Linked DNA regions of Mus musculus: region 1 is linked to region 2. A link is a contact called in public Micro-C data. All regions are on one chromosome and are shown on one strand. Each heading gives the region's core, a stretch centred on a gene start, on an enhancer-like site or on the middle of the called end of the contact. The rest is flanking DNA. Distances are from core to core; before and after follow the strand shown.

Region 1 (5,575 bases), core at 1,520-4,019, 320 kb before region 2:
GCACACTCTAACTAGGAACCCTAACCCAACGGTACTGACACTAAAGGCATATTCTATTGATGAAATCCCACCCACCCCTCTGTGGAAGCTCAGCTCCACAGAAAGGCAAGATGTTGCCTTCTCTGACCAGCATGGCAGTCAGGGGCCTAACACTTCCTCTGCAGCAAAGATCAGATTCAGGAAACGACTGCAAAGCAGGACAGGACCATTTCCCTCAGAGCTCAGAGCAGGCAAACACCACCTCGCGTTACACACCCTCTAGAATAACACATCCATGCACAGGAGAGTAACCTTTGCCTTACGTTTTTAAAGACTAGGCTCCATTAAGCTATGAATGAGATTGTGTTTTGCTTCACCTTTAAAACAAAAAGGCTTTTCAGCAAAGGAAGAGAATGGCAGTGAACAGTGACCCAGTATCTGGGTTCGGAGTGGTAAGGAGCAGGTCCGTCCCTAGTAGAACTCCTCCACACCTGGAGACGGGGCTTCCCCGATGACGTTCCAGTTCTTTCCTGCTTCCAGAGCTGCACACAACCTCAGGATGAGCTGAATGGAGTCAGATGGTTACTGTGTGTGTTATCGAAGCCCCGGCTGGGTTCTCAAGTCTCGTTATTACCAGTGGAAAGGAATGGTACCTAACGCTAAAGGAATTATCCTTAACATTAACAATTACCACTTATTAAGCATTTTCTATATATGCTCTACAAATTCATTTATCCTTACTTTTCCCCTGAGAAATTTTGTCTCATTTTTGGCAAGGACGGATTCAGAAAACTAGCTTGCTCAATTTCCTAGGTAGCAGAAGAGGGATTCAAATCTTAGCCTTTCCCTCCCCAAAGCCAAGGCTCCTAAAGGAATGTTGGTAGAATCAGTCTTTTGGTCTAGATTAGAAATGAGACAAGTACCTAAATAAATAAATAAATAAATAAATAAATAAATAAATAAATAAGGTGGGTGACATCAGGGCAGTCCTATGCCATTCACTGGTAGCACAGATTGGTTCTGTGAAACTGGAAAGTTGCCAGAATCAAGTGAATAATATACTTGGCTCTACCTTTCCAATAGGGAGATCACAGACAATTCTAGTGAGAAAACCAAATATATATGTAGTTAGAAGCACTTCCTAAAATGACTGTTTCCTGTCTCCCTAAATTAGTTCCCAACAGAACTCATTTGATGATGCTAAGTCTATGGTGACAGAGATGATGCTCAGGGGTGAATGTCATCCTGCACCTTAATTTAAGCAAACTTGAGGAATGCAGTCTTCACCTTTTCCCTATGCCTTTTGCAATAGTACTGAGGCTGTGAACTCGGTAATGAGACTCATGTATAGCAGAGGAGGACTGCCTGGTCTGGCCTCAGTGGAAGAAGATGTGCGAGAGACTTGAGATTCCTGGGAGTGGGAAGACCTGGTGTGCGTGACATCCTCTTGGAGACAGGAGGGAGAAATGGGATGAGGAACTGTGGGAGGGGGGACCCAGAGGGAAGGGAGTGGCTGGATTGTAAAAAAAGATAAAAGTAATGTTTTTAAAAAACAAGAAATTACAGAAGCCACACAATTAAGGTTAGCTTAGGATAAGGATCTTTAAAGCTAAATGGTTACGCAAAAAGTATTTTACGGTTTATCAATAAAGTCGTTTCTTGTTAAATATATCTTAAAATTTAACCTGTTCCAAATGAATAAAAGGGTTGTAACTCCACACATTATGTAAGAAATGGGTCACATCGTAAGTATTTTTGGACATTTTCTCTTTGTAAAATCACTGAGTTGGGCCCAATGAGATTTAAATTATGTGGGTCTGGATTAAATTTTAATCTCAGCTTACCCCACACAGAAAATTTGGCACATCTAGTAAACAGTGATTTTCAAGTTTTTAACAACTGCCTCCGCAGTAAAACCCGTGGGAGAACTTTAAAGACTTGCAGACCACTGATCAAACCATGGCCTCAAATAAGCTTCACCAAGGAGTTCTCCAGGGAAAAAAGTTAATGCATGCATGCTCCTTAGGGGAACCACATTCTCCCATGCTGGGAGCCTGGGGAGGCCTGGGAAGGAGGGGTTCTGAGAAGGCCTGGGAGCGCAAAGCCTGGAGCAAGCGCAGAGCGCGGGCACCTCCGCAGCCTCCAGAGCGAACCTCGCTCCAGCCAGCACATCCCAGGACAGTGGGGCACACCACACCGCAAGGTCACCGCACCGAGGCGACTTTACATAATCTCCCGCCGCGCCGCCAAGCACCTGCGCGGCACCCTCCGTGCAGAGCCTGAGAGCTGCCGTGCAGGGACTAACTGCCTGGGAACCCGGTGGGCGGCGAACCGAGACAGCGGGGACAGAGAGCAGAGATGCCAGGGGAAGGGAACTGAGGTCTGAGTGCTAGAGTGGCAGGGACCACAGGGACTCGGAGTGGGAAGAGGAAGCAGGGATGCAGCGGCCAGGGAGGAGACTCGCGGAGCGAGCACCGATCGGAGACAGGGAGCCGGGTTATGGAGCCAGGCTGCCGCGCAGCGCCCCGCGGGGACCAGATCAGAACAGGGAGGGGTTGCAGGGGAGGACGCCGTCTGTCTGTCGGTCTGCGGGGCGGCCCATGGCGCACCTGCACGCGCCCTACCTGAGTGGCTTTGTGGAACTGCTTCTTCAGCCCTGCCACCGACATGATGGGATGCGGGAGGCTGCGCGGCCGGCAGATGCAGATGCAGATGCGGAGAGGCGGCTGGGGTCGCCGGGCCGCCGCTGGTCGTGCGACCGCGGGAGCTGCTGGCGCGGGGGCGCGGCGCGGGACGCGGGCTTGTGCGGAGAGACACCCTGACGTCAGGGCGGGTGATGCGGCCTCTTAAAGGGGACGCGGGAAGCCCCGCCCAGGGCGCAAGCCGAGGCAGGTGAGCGCGAGGAACCCCCGCACTGTGCGGGGGCGAAAGTCCCTCCACGGTCCGAAGCCTGGGCTGTCTTCAGCTGTGGGAGTCGTTCGTTCGTGGCCCTGGCAAAGGGATCACCGCCTTTGGGCAGTCTAGACTCAGGTGACCCAGCTCCCAGGTAGCCGCAGTGGTGCTGCCTGCGCACTGCCCTTGCCCTTTGAGCCTGGCCTCCCTGTGGTTGAAAAGCAGGGTGGCGGCTTATCTGGATCATGAATAAGTTATTGCTCATTTCATGCCCTGCCTTCCCGCATGATTGGCCACCGAAAACATTTCTCTGCCTCGATTTTAATATCCCTTAAGCTTGTTTCACCTTAGGGAAATCTATCAACTTTTTTTTTCCTGTTCTAGTACAACTTAACTACTTAAGATGAAGAGAGGTCCCTACAGTTTGACTGGGATACTGGAATGGAATTGATATGAGCTATAGCATATATTGATATGAGTAATAACATTTAATCTTCTATTTTCAAAAGAAAAAAAAAACGAATGCGAACTTGGCATTCACACAATTATCATGGACATTTTTTTCTTTCTTTTTTTTTTTCGTTCTAACATTTTTATATAATGAGGAAAGGAAAGGCAGTAAGTTATACAAACACCACATAGGGACAAAGGGTGGATGGGACTGGGTGAAGGGCCCAGAGCAGCACCAGAAATCTGTGCTCTTATGAGCAGCCACTTCAAGTTTGTCTTGTATGGAAGAGCTTGTGGGAGAGTCTCAGATGCAGGCCACACCTGCATGTGTGGATCAAAGTGATGAGCCGCCAAGAGGAGAGTAATTACGGAGAATGTGGAAAGAATCAACAGGACCTGGATTGGGTTCCTAGAAATACAGTTCCCCTCCCGCCCCCCCCCCCTCTACTGCCTGGTGTAAAGGAAGCCAGTAGACTTCTGCAGCTTGAGTAAAGATGAACGGAAGAGCAGGTGCAAGGGGATTCTAGACACGGGCTGGGTACCACTCACCCTTGCTACTGTGAATCACAGCACAACAGAATATCGGAGCAGTGAGCAGTGAGCATACCCTTCCAGTCTGCAAAGCAAAGCAAAAGGAAGGAAGGGGTCTGTAGTCTTGTGGTCCTTGCTGCTGCCCAGACCTTCCAATCTGTGGTACTTTCTAATTTCTAAACTACCGTGGAGGCATTGGGATAAACATTGGTTAGAGGATTTAGGCAGGAGGGACATGCTAATTCTTAATAATTCACCTTTTGGTATCAGGGCCACAGGGTTCGCTTCTCTCTGCCACAAATCTATGATGTGGTCTGAAATTTGCAACTTTGGTCTCAACACATGAAAGAAGTGAAATGGGGACCTGAAGAGGCTCCTCGGAAACTTTGAGCACTTGCCTTAACCTTAAAATCTTAAAGCAAAGCTAGTCCCCGCCTTTCCTTGTCTCTTTGACTACTTACCTTCATAGCGTATGCTGCTAAAGATCAGAGGAACCACGTTGGGTTCTGCATAGAAAACTTCAAAGCGCTTTGAACCTATTGCTCTCACCTAGGTCTCATCTAAGTCAGGGATTCTATTTAAGCCTCAACTGTTAGCTATGAAAACCTTTGGGGTGTTGCCCCAGAAGAGAGGTGTTGAGCAGCTACTTTTGGAAGGCATCAGAGAAAGGGGTGTGAGGGGATGGTGCAGGAAGATGCCCACACATGTAAATTGGCCCTTGAACCCCAAGGTCAGCCAGTCTCAACCCCCCTAATGCTGCAATCCTTTAATACAGTTCCTCGTGTTGTGGTGCCCCTAACCATAAAATTCTTTTCTTTGCTGCTTCATAACTGTAATTTTGCTACTGAGATGAATCATTATATAAATATCTGTGTTCTCTGATGGTCATAGGCAACCCCTGTGAAAGGGCCATTTGATCCCAAAAGGGGTGGCAACCTACAGGTTGAGAAGCACTGCCCAAGTATTTCCAGGCCAATGATTCAAAGCCACTGTTTTATGTGCATATATTCTAACTTGAATGTAGAAGGAAAGTGTGCTTGGTGCTCAACGGCTCTCACATGGGAATTCTTCCACTGCAAAGGATCTGTAACTAAGTCTCAAAGCACAGCGTAGGCGGCTGTGGTTAGAATCAGAGGTCAGTAAGGAAGGCCTTTGACGAACTCAACATTTTACCCTTTCGTCTCCCGAGATAAAAATCACTGGGAAAATGGTAAATAAACCCGGATCAGCTCAAGAAAGGCCCAATTATGCGAATCCCCTACACAGCACCACCTCACTAATTGGGCAGTAAATTCATGGTCAGCAATAATTTCCTCACATCATTTATGCACTACTTCTCTCTGCATTATGGCAAAGCTTCCAGGAAATACCAGTCTGCTAGTGTGCACAGGGCTGATGCATCCCTAGTTACCTTTCATGGTGATATAGATCCCAGGAGAGAGGCAGATGGAAAGCTCCCACTTCCATCTTTCTCCCCACTGACCGTGTTCACAGTCTCTGGCCAGCACAAGGGTAAACTGCTCCAGAATTCATGTGCAGCTCAGTGAGCATGTGAATCACAACAAGGCCAAGGCGTTCAGTCCTAGCTTCAGATCTTACAGCTGAGAAATTCGAGGTGACACAGGGCAGTGAGTCACTCTTTTTCTACTACGGCCTCTAGCTAAACGCAGGACAGCTGTGTCGGTGCTAAGTGTAGACAGAGATGACCGAGTGAATGCATAGC
Region 2 (5,696 bases), core at 1,128-3,627:
ATAATAATCAAATAAATTAAATATTAAAGAAAGAAACAAACATAAATCAAGCACTACTCATGGTAATACATTCAGTAGCAAAGCTCTTTTTTCAAAGCTGCATGTTTGACCCTTACAGGGCATAAATATTATTTGAATCTCAGTAATATTTTTAAAGAAACTTAGGAAAGTTGATGACATTCTGTTATGGTAAGTAATCTCTCTGCAACTGCATAGACCTATACAAGTGTTTCATACCTATATATGTGTTCCATGTAAGTTGAAATATAAAATGATTTTTTTTTACTTTAGATTGCACTAACAATATATTGAAATATTCTCAGGTTCTGTGATTTATGGGTGGATAATAAGTAAAATTCACATGAAAAATCTAAAGGTTTAACTTTGTTATGCTACAACTAGTTTAGTTATTTCCCCTTAGTCTCCCTATGACAAGAAAATGATTTGGCTATAATCTTGATACTGCCAACCTCCTTTCTTGGAATCTATTACTGAAATGTCTCTGATCATCTCCTAATATTATCAAATTTCAAGAATTGCCATTCTAAGCTAATCAGGACCATTTCTATTTCTTACATCTGCCTCAAGTATTGCAATCATTTCCTAGTCCAGGAGTGCCCAAAATCACCAAGGCCAGTACCATACTGGACATTTTCATCTTTAAGGTTATAAATATGGGAGTAGAGAGACAGTATAGAATATGTGGGCAGGGCCATTGATTGTTACTTTAGCAAAGCCTTTAGCATGAGCACACATCTTTAAATTCCCCAAGGGCGAGGTTTACAGAGGACAAAATGCCTTAGTTCATCCCTGACCTATAGACATCCTTTTGCTGTTTTGCCAGCCAATAGAAAATGAGTAACTGAAAGGGGTGCAGTCTGATCATTGCTCCCCAATCTGCTTAACCAATGATGTATTCAAGTTACACACGATTCTCTTGTCTTTACAGAAAAGACCTATAAAACGGAGCAAGAGAACCCAACAGAACCGTAAGAGAGTTTCAAGGTTTTACTAATCTAACGTGATAATGCTGCTCTGTTGATGCTGTCTCTGGTGTTGGCGGTTCCTAATTAGTGTCTCTTAAATACAGCGATTTTTTTCCCTTAAAGACTTGTAATTAACTGAATGAATTCTCAACATTTTTATTTCCTAACCCTATATGTGGTTAGAGCCAAATCTAAGGAGATGGTGGTGAGAAGGCAAAACCAATAAACTAACTAAATAAATAAATAAATAAATACTCTGCACTGAAGGACAGGCAAGCTCACCATCCCCAAACCCTCAAACTAATCTGGGAAGTAATGTGAGATGACTGCTCTAACAACTGCTTTCCTCTGGCACACTCACATGAAAGTACTTCACTATGGGATCACTGGAAGTTAATAAATGAATACGTAGCATCCTAAGGTTGTAGTCCCGTTCCCAGGGCTTTCTAAAAACTGTGGTTGTGTTTGGAACTTAAGTTTAACAAGGTAAGAACAAGGGTTAAGTGTGGGTCTGAAGTTTAAAAACGGGCAATTTCCATCAGTGGATTTTATTTTTCTGACACGGTCCTGTTTATTTCAATTCACGAATGCACTCCACTCGTGGGCACTGGGTATCACTAGACAGCACCAGGAACTTGGGCTTTGAGGAAGGAGCCTCTGGAGAGCATCCTATTAAAATCGAAACCCGGGTCTGCAGCGGGACAGAGCCTGCAGCCCAGACAGTGGGCAGAGGCAGGGCGTGGAGCCTGGAGGGCGCGTCCCGGGAGGGTTCACTAGGTGCCCCGGGCCGCGAGCATGAGCTCGGGCGGCGGTGATGGGCGGCGCTGCCCCCGGCCGGGGCCGTGGACAGGAAGGCCGGCGGCCAGTCCTGATACCTGACACAGGGCCAGCTCCTCCTTTAGGCTGCTCAGCTCTTCCTCCAGCAGCTGCGATCGCGTCGCCTTCGCCTCCTCCGAGGAGAGGCCCTCTGGCCACCAGGAACCCGCGGGCGCGCTGGCGACAGGAGCGACAGCGGCCCCGGCCCGCCCCGACCCTCGCCGTCCCCCTGACCCTTCTTCGCCCCTCCAAAGTAAGTCGCTTTTATCCGCGACGACCTCCCTCGCGGCGCCCGCCAGACCCGAGGCCTCGCTGCGCACAGCGTGCACTTCGGCTCCGCGCCCGACGCGCAGGGACCGCCGGCTGGACCGCCGCACCGGGGGCGGAGGCGGCGAGGAAGACGGCGAGCGCGCCGCCATGGCCGCGGCGCCTAACGGGTCAAGTTCCCGCTTGAAAACTCCACCTTCCCTTCCCCATCCTGGGGAGCCTGGCCTGCCGTCCTACGCATGCGCGGAGCTTTTCCCGCCTGGTCCGGCGATCGCGGTTCCTAGTGGGCTTGCCGCGGGCCCAGCTCCGAGCGCGGGCGGCTGAGCTGATCTGCGCATGCGCGCCGGGCCGGCGGAGGCTCGACCAGCAAGTTCATTGCTGGCGCCTCCACTGTCCCGAGTCCGAAGTGCCTGACTTTCCCGCCCTCCTAACGCCCTAGCTCCGCCGAGGGCCTACTTTACATCCCTCGTCTTAAAGCCTTCCTGACAAGCCCCCAGCCCCCAGTGATCCAGAACTGTGAATTCTTTCCTCCTCCAAGGCTTCTGCCAACTCGTTTTTCACGTTTCATTGACCGCCCTCAAGTGTTAGTTACCCCGCTAATCTCTCCAACGCTGTTGTAAGCTCCTTGAGGATCAGGGAATAGGTTTTAGAGTTAAGTGTTTTCTTCACACCCCTTGGCAACGCTGCCTTACGTGCGGCTGACATCTAACCGACTGAAGTCAAGGAGACGCGGAAAGCCTTGTGCTGAGCTGGGACTATCGAGCAGGCTTCCCACTTGAATTATGATCCTTCCTACACCCTTTGTCTTTTGTTTTGCAAGAGTCATGGTTTCCTTTGAGTCTTTATGTCAATTTCTTTATCCCTTGGCTGGATATCAGAGCAACTTTGTCCTACAAGGCCCAACGGCTTGGTGTCCTTGGACCGAACTAAAGTCAGCAATGGAGTCTGATGAAAGAAATGAGACTGACTCACTTTTTTAGTCTCTGGTCTTTTCTCACTTGCTTTGCTATAAACTTCAAAAACACAATAACCTTTCTTTGCCCTTAAGACACTTCCTCCAGAGTGCTAAACTTAGTGAACGCGCGCACGCTGAGCTGAGTTTCACAGAAAGATAGAATTACTTTTTTGTTGTTGCTGGTTTGTTGGGGGGGGGGTGTTTGTTTGTTTGTTTGTTTTGTTTTCTAGGAAAAGTTTACAGAATTCTTGGAAGAGATTTGAAGTAGGGATTGAGAGTCCCACCGTGAAGTTACCATTTTCAAACCATTTTTGCCTGTACTGAGTCGGCATGCCCGAAGACTGCCTCTGGTCATCCTTCCAACACTGCAAAGTGTATTAGAGAATTACATGTTTCCAGTGCATGTAGGGCTCGGGGCCATGATGGCTCAGCCCATGCAGTGCTTGCCGTGAAATCATGAATTCAATCCCTCAGAGCCCACGTGTGTTTTCCAAAGCCGGCTGCCATGATGTTGGCAGACCTGTAATCCCAGAATTTAGGAGACAGAGGCCAGATCCTGTGACTTGCTGGTCAGCTACTCTAGCCAAATCTGCAAGCTCCAAGATCATTAAGAGTCTCTGTCTCAAAAACTGAGATGGGGAATGATTGAAGGAGACGCAGGACCTCAGGTCTCCACACACATAGGTACCCATAGAAATAAAAAAGGAAAAGTACATATAAACTTGTCCTACAAAGAACTATCGTGTTGAACATCTAACATTTGCTGAGTCCAATAATAGTTTTCAAATTAAATTCACTTATATCGAATTAGATGTCATCCGCATTGTACTAGAAACTGAGACTTCAGAGGTCATTGTAAATTTCATGACACTCCATGTCTGATACTATATTAGAGAAGCTAGAGTTTAAATCCATTTAATTCAAAAAACAATGCCTTTCATCTCAACAGTAATTTGAAACAAAGCATTGCATTCCAAGAATATATGGTATTTTACTGGGTTTAACACTGGGAATTCACTGGTATAGCCTGAAATACATGTGAGTGCCTCCTACTGGTCATTGCTTATTTCTTCATTTAACCCTAGAGTCTTTGGAAAAGCAATGTAATATTTTCTATTATGATTTCTAGTGTGTTTGATGCAATATCTCAATCGATCAATTGATAGGTGATAGATGATAGAAGTATTATAAATATACATAGGATAACAGATACAATGGATGGATAGATAGATAGATAGATAGATAGGATAATAGATACAAGATGGATAGATAGATAGATAGATAGATAGGATAATAGATACAAGATGGATAGATAGATAGATAGATAGATAGATAGATAGGATAACAGATACAAGATGGATAGATAGATAGATAGATAGATAGGATAATAGATACAAGATGGATAGATAGATAGATAGATAGATAGATAGATAGGATAATAGATACAAGATGGATGGATAGATAGATAGATAGATAGATAGGATAATAGATACAAGATGGATAGATAGATGGATAGATAGAGTCTCCCAAAGGGTAATATCTTGAATCTGTATCTTTGCCTAGGCAAATACTTTTAGAAGACTTGTATAATGGCAATATCACTTAACGTAAAATTTATCACATAACGTTTTAAATTATTTCAACTATCAATGAAGTAGTATTATGTTAGTAACCATCCCCACAGTCTAGTTCCAGAACATTTTTATCATCTCAAGTCAGAACCTCCATGCCCATTCAGTCATTTCACATTCTTCCTCCCACTAACCCCAAAATCACCAACTTCTATCTATTTCTGTACATTTTTATTCTAAACATTGAAGAATGGAGTCTATGTAAGCTTTTATGTCTGCTTTTATATATTATATCAGAATTCACCCATGTTGTAGTATATATCAATACTTTATTATTTTTTAAAAGAAAGATTTATTTGTGTGTGTGTTTACTTGCCTGTATGTATGTATGTATGTATGTATGTATACCACGTGTGTGCCTGATGCCCACAAAAGTCAGAAGAGCATGTTAGACACCTTCCTGTAATGGAGATATTGGTGGTTGTGAACCATCCTGGGTAGTCCGCAAGACCAACAGATGTTCTTAACTGAAGTGCCCATCCTCTAGCCTATTGTGGTTTTGTAGATGAATAAGACTCTATTGTGTGGATAAACCACATTTTTCTTTATCTTTTCATCAGTCAGTATATGCTTACATTATTTCCATCGTTTACCTATCATGGATAAAACTGCTATAACATTTGTGTGTAGGATTCTCTTGGAAACTCCATGGTTAATTCTCTATGAGCGAAATCTCTAGAGCATCCAGTGATTAATTAATTTTAAAGACCCCCCTGAGGTTTTTATACTTGTATACTTTCTGTTCCTGTCAGCGGGGTATTAGGGCTCCAATTTCTCTACAACCATGCCAATATGTATATTTTGTTTTGTTTGGGTTATGGTTTTAATTCTCTTAACACCCAAGCCACTGCTTATTATGTGTGTGGCTTTGACTTGTTTGTTTGTTTGTTTGTTTGTTTGTTCCCTTTGACCAGTGGCACTGAGTATCCCTGAATGTGTTTGGACATTTGCCCATGTTCTTAGAATTATTTCTTTAAGTCCTTTGAGTTTTGTGTGTTTCAGTTTCTGAGTTTGTTGTTGTTATCAAATGTTTTGTTTGTT

The links. Hi-C and Micro-C count contacts between places; a contact is called where the count stands out from the background.
Region 1: a Micro-C map of embryonic stem cells shows a contact between it and region 2, with 2.9 times the contacts expected there. The contact joins the promoter of Sh3gl2 here to the promoter of Cntln in region 2. A contact is called at or near these places in 3 of 484 Hi-C or Micro-C datasets (embryonic stem cells, olfactory sensory neurons and rod photoreceptor).

The regions. Positions count from the first base shown.
Region 1 is chr4:85,202,650-85,208,224 of GRCm38.p6, reverse strand. Sh3gl2 (SH3-domain GRB2-like 2) reads right to left here and starts at 2,769. Exons shown (of 9, transcript NM_019535.2): 1 at 2,604-2,769. The coding sequence starts at 2,648.
Region 2 is chr4:84,880,990-84,886,685 of GRCm38.p6, reverse strand. It overlaps Cntln (centlein, centrosomal protein), which reads right to left and starts at 2,377. Exons shown (of 26, transcript NM_175275.4): 1 at 1,862-2,377. The coding sequence starts at 2,221.